Regions from separate parts of the Rattus norvegicus genome. Here region 1 is linked to region 2. The links are chromatin contacts, called in public Hi-C maps. All regions are on one chromosome and are shown on one strand. Each heading gives the region's core, a stretch centred on a gene start, on an enhancer-like site or on the middle of the called end of the contact. The rest is flanking DNA. Distances are from core to core; before and after follow the strand shown. Region 1 has its middle 460 kb from the start of Rfpl4b. Region 2 holds the start of Marcks (myristoylated alanine rich protein kinase C substrate).

The links. Hi-C and Micro-C count contacts between places; a contact is called where the count stands out from the background.
Region 1: a Hi-C map of Schwann cells shows a contact between it and region 2, with 6 times the contacts expected there. The contact joins the enhancer-like site here to the promoter of Marcks in region 2. A contact is called at or near these places in 5 of 12 Hi-C or Micro-C datasets (the A7r5 cell line, Schwann cells, frontal cortex and 2 more) and 1 of 1 datasets of contacts at active chromatin or transcription factors (oligodendrocytes).

The regions. Positions count from the first base shown.
Region 1 is chr20:43,350,280-43,352,979 of GRCr8, reverse strand. No RefSeq gene overlaps it. Among named protein-coding and RNA genes, the nearest start is that of Rfpl4b, 460 kb to the left of the region's middle. Within about 2 kb of position 1,254, at least 3 of the 93 cell types and tissues checked have an H3K27ac peak or open chromatin away from gene starts, as enhancers often do. A contact at or near this core is called in the A7r5 cell line and Schwann cells, where this site is marked.
Region 2 is chr20:42,244,511-42,247,210 of GRCr8, reverse strand. Marcks (myristoylated alanine rich protein kinase C substrate) reads left to right here and starts at 1,329. Exons shown (of 2, transcript NM_001271090.3): 1 at 1,329-1,812. The coding sequence starts at 1,711.

The DNA of each region.
Region 1 (2,700 bases), core at 5-2,504, 1.1 Mb before region 2:
ACTATGAATATATTTAATTAAATGTTTTGGCAACTTTTGAATGAGTTCTACAATTACAACAAGACTTTGGGGATAGGGGTGATGACCCTAGTAACTTTAAATTTCCATGGTTTCTGAGAAACAGAGGACAATATGAAAGTGTTCTGAAAATAAATGAATTTCAAGGAGAGGATTATTTTTAGTTGAACCATTGGGGAAGAATTGGAGAAACAGTAAGTGGTGGTATATTCTATTTAATTCTTGATCTTCATGAAGAAAGATTTTTTTCTTTATAGTCTATCAGAAAAGAACATATGCATTAAGTGTGAACTGAGTAATAATGAAAAGAAAAAAAATGTTACTTTAAAAATATCCAGATACCTAAGAAACTACACAAAATTTGAGTTACTCTTTGCACTTCTATTTCATCTAACTTATGTGAAGGAATAAAGAAAGGAATCAACATAATTTCTTATCATTCAATAGAAGAAACCATTTCCCAGAAACTTTCTGGGATAAGTAAGTTTTCTAGAATTTCTTTAAGGGGTAAAACAAATAATTCTTCAAGAGAGTCTCTTATTTTCCTATGGTAAATCTACTGCCAGATTCAGTTAAACTTTGTAAACTGCCCTTTGAGGAGGGCAGACAACAGAATAGGCTGGTATTCCCTCCTTGGTCTTGAAAGGTGATATGCCGAAGGCAGGTTCTGATAATCAACCTTCTGAACTTGACATCTCTTATAAGCTCAGCCTTCTGTAATGTAGAACCCAAAGCCAGTGACTGAGAATCCAGCATACAAGAGCCCAAACTCATGTTTCAAGGTTATGACTGTAGTGTTGTGTCTTCAAATGCATTTGAACACTTCATTAGAAAAATTCATCATAGCCTGAAGAGAGAGGGCTTGCATATATTTGTGACAATTTTCCTATTATAATATAAATAATGTATAATTCCTTTCTTGAGTTTTTAATGGTCAATCATATCTGCTAAATGAAAGTGCCTGTCATTTTTCTTTTCTTTTTCTTTCCGTGTACAAAATTGGGGCTGGATCGAAGCGAAATTTGACTCAAGGATTAACCACATAATCATCCATTTTCTCTTTTTGAACTAAGTCATACGACAGAATAGAGAGAAGTTTGAAACCCCCTTGGGAGTTCTAATGTTGTTTCAGACCTTTTGATTTTTAAAAGTCTGGAATTTTTTGGAATACAAAAAGCGAGTCAGCTTCATGATGTGCGATGTGAAATGCCATGTGTTTTCTTTCCCTGCGCCTTGTTTCTGTGCATTCCTGCTGGATGATGAGTCCTGTTCTCAGTTTGCAGGTATGTGGAGCATTTTGGGTCATGTCTAAGAATTCAACCTTCTTGAAAAGGCAGAAGTGTTTTAAAGGACCTCTTCATCATGAAATCCTGGGATCCGGAATCCTACAGAGACAAGAGTTATTACTCAGAATAACTTCATTCACAGGCATTTTTCTCAATATCGCATTTGTTTTCTTTAACATTATTTTGCACAAAGACATTAAACATTAAGGACTTCCAACAAAGAACATACTTAAAGAGTGATCTACATTTGATTTGTATGTGCATGGGAAAATCAATGTGTTATTATTGCCTATCGAGGACAGTATTTCTGTTTAGCTCATCCCATACTGCATGACTCTTTAAAATTACAAGTTGTAAGTGTTCATGAGTTAAATTTTCCAATTATAAACTACTTGTTTTCTTTAATCATATAAAGCAGTGCAATCTTTGAGAGCTTATTTTATTTCTTTACATATTTTTTTTATTATTAACTTGAGTATTTCTTATATACATTTCGAGTGTTATTCCCTTTCCCAGTTTCCGGGCAAACATCCCCCTCCCCCCTCCCCTTTCTTATCGGTGTTCCCCTCCCCACCCTCCCCCCATTGTCCCCCTCCCCCCAACAGTCTAGTTCACTGGGGGTTCAGTCTTAGCAGGACCCAGGGCTTCCCCTTCCACTGGTGCTCTTACTAGGATATTCATTGCTACCTATGAGGTCAGTCCAGGGTCAGTCCATGTATAGTCTTTAGGTAGTGACTTAGTCCCTGGAAGCTCTGGTTGCTTGGCATTGTTGTACATATGGGGTCTCGAGCCCCTTCAAGATCTTCCAGTTCTTTCTCTGATTCCTTCAACGGGGGTCCTATTCTCAGTTCAGTGGTTTGCTGTTGGCATTCGCCTCTGTATTTGCTGTATTCTGACTGTGTCTCTCAGGAGCGATCTACATCCGGCTCCTGTTGGTCTGCACTTCTTTGCTTCATCCATCTTGTCTAATTGGATGGCTGTATATGCATGGGCCACATGTGGGGCAGACTCTGAATGGGTGTTCCTTCAGTCTCTGTTTTAATCTTTGCCTCTCTCTTCCCTGCCAAGGGTATTCTTGTTCCCCTTTTAAAGAAGGAGTGAACCATTCACATTTTGATCATCTGTCTTGAGTTTCATTTGTTCTAGGCATTTAGGGTAATTCAAGCATTTGGGCTAATAGCCACTTATCAGTGAGTGCATACCATGTATGTCTTTCTGTGTTTGGGTTAGCTCACTCAGGATGATATTTTCCAGTTCCAGCCATTTGCCTATGAATTTCATAAAGTCGTTGTTTTTGATAGCTGAGTAATATTCCATTGTGTAGATGTACCACATTTTCTGTATCCATTCCTCTGTTGAAGGGCATCTGGGTTCTTTCCAGCTTCTGGCTATTATA
Region 2 (2,700 bases), core at 80-2,579:
TTTTCTCATGAGCGAAAATATGGGTGGTAGATGAATGTGTATTAAGTTGCGTCCTCTATCCCTTCTCCCTTCCAGATACATTAAATCAACGCCTGCTCTCTCACACACTAAAAGCGTCTGGTGGTAAGGGTTGTAGTGAACGAGAGAGATATCCTACACACCGCTGTAGAGCCTTAGCCTGGGTTAGACGTGGAGTCTCCAGGGATTTTCTTGCTGTCTCTCAACAGTGCAGGCGATTTCTTCTGAGACTAGGACTCAGTAGACTTTCCTCGCTGCTGCCTCTCTTCCTGGAGCACACTTGATGCTGTGCACGGACAAGTTCAAAATGAGAGTCCCTCCGCTGTTGGCAGCAAGCTGGGAAAACAACTCATGTCGACGAGAGTAGCTGTCTCCCAACTGTAAATATGGATTCGTACACTCAAGGCTCCGTCTCGTTTTACCACAGAGGGAAATTAATTATGTCGTTTCATACAGCGGTAACATGCTAGCGAGTTTCGATCTTCTGCAAATGGTCCTCACTGTGTTTTTTAGAAAAGTGATCGCTAATTGGAATAGCCGGAGAGACGCGATTTGAAGCGCTCCAAGGAACATTTTTAAAATATTTTATTTCACGCCTCTGGGAGAAAGGAAGAAGCATGGCTTAGGCTGTTTGCTGCTTTTGCATTTCCCACATCTGGCCTACAGACCTAATTCCAACTGGAGATCTCGCTAGGTGAAATTCGATCTTCGTGGTTTAAATACCTTTCAGTGTGGGACGATTTACCAATTGCAGCAGTTTAAAGAAAGAAAAAAACAAACAAAACCCCCAAAATCCTTGCGCACTGTGAAACCCTTATGAAACGCGGAGGGAAAAAAAAAGCTGCTAGCACACAAATCCTATCCATTGTCTTTAACACTCGCGTACACACTTATACACGTAAACACACAGAGAAGATGGGGGAGGGGAGAGAGTGGCTAGAGACAGACGCGGATATAGACCAGCAAGAGTCAATGCGAGTCAAGTTAAGGCTTTCTCCGCCCCCATCCATAAGTACCCCCTCCCGTGTTAATTAATTCCAAACAAAGCAAGCCAATCAAGAAATGCATTATTATTTTCTGGCCGAGGGAGACGAGAAGCACGTAATTTTTAATTGATTTATTTATTTGGAGGACATTAATTCTCGGTCTGAGGCTGATTTTTCAAACCGTTTGCAAAGCGCGGCTCCATTGTTCGCCCGGAGCGCAGGCCCCGCCTCCTGCTTTGTGTGCGGCGCGCGGATTGGCCAGCGCGCGCGGGGGCCGCGTCAGCGCCCGCGAGCCCATTCATCTGTGCACTTGGGCGTTGGACCCCGCATCTTATTAGCAACCAGGGAGATTTCTCCATTTTCCTCTTGTCTACAGTGCGGCTACAAATCTGGGATTTTTTTTTATTACTTCTTTTTTTAAAAAACTACACTTGGGCTCCTTTTTTGTGCTCGACTTTTCCACCTTTTTCCCTCCTTCCTGCGCTGCTGCTTTTTGATCTCTTCGACTAAAAATTTTTTATCCGGAGTGTATTTAATCGGGTCTCTTCTGTCCTCCTCGTCACCCCCACCCCCTCCCTCCGGTGTGTGTGCCGCCGCCGCTGTTGCTGCTGCCGCCGCTGCTGCTGCTCGCCCCGTCGTTACACCAACCCAAGGCTCTTTGTTTCCTCTCTTGGATCTGTTGAGTTTCTTTGTTGAAGAAGCCAGCATGGGTGCACAGTTCTCCAAGACCGCAGCGAAGGGAGAAGCCGCCGCTGAGAGGCCCGGGGAGGCGGCTGTGGCCTCGTCGCCTTCCAAAGCAAATGGGCAGGTAAATTCTACCTGTGGTTCTGGGCATTTCTTGGGTGTCTTTCTCTAATCTGGACGCCTCGCCTTCCCTCTGGTCGCGCCCGAGATGCATTCCGGGGAGGGGAGCGTGGCCAGATCCTAGTCTGAAAGTTGAATGGGTAACGATAGCCTAAATTGTCAATTTTTCATAAGAACCAAAGGAGTGGTTCCTAAGGATCCTGGCGAATTCTTGAGTAGACCGGAGGAAGAGTGATAAATCGCCTAAAATGGCGTGGTTTGGAAATTGGCTGAACGTGACTAGTTAGATGCACACCCCCCCCAACGCCCCTCCAGGTTGCATTTGCATTTGGGGCCACAGCAGTGTTTGGGTGGCTCACGTATTTATTGTCGAGATTGGGTCGTCTTTGAGATTTCTGGTGTGGTTGTGTGTGTGCGCGCGCGTGTGTGTATGTGGGTAGGAAGGGGGGAGCCAACGTGGATGGCGGTGGAGAAAGCCAAGCAGAGAGAGAAGGCTTGTCTTATTGTATCCAGAGGCAGTATGCCTCGGGTTTCTTGGAAAGGTGGCTGGTTAGAGCTGGACAGGCAGCTTTTCCAAGTGCCTTTCCGATGCCCCCCCCCTTTGGTAGCTGTGTAATTACACACCCATATGACTTTTTAAATGCTATCCTGGTGTGGTGGGAATACTCAGTAGGTTTTTGAAGACCCTTTCCTGCCTACCAAGAGGGGAGCAGTTTTGGTGTTTTGGTCTGGACCGTTCCTGTGAATGGCACCTCGGCCACCCTCGAGAATTGCCCTAGTGCTGCTGCGACCCAGGCAGAGAGCCATGGTTGGGTGGGCTCAAGAGGTCGGCCATGGGTGGCTGCTTCCCAAACACCAGGCACCCACCACGCCTCTTTTCCTGGAGGAAAAA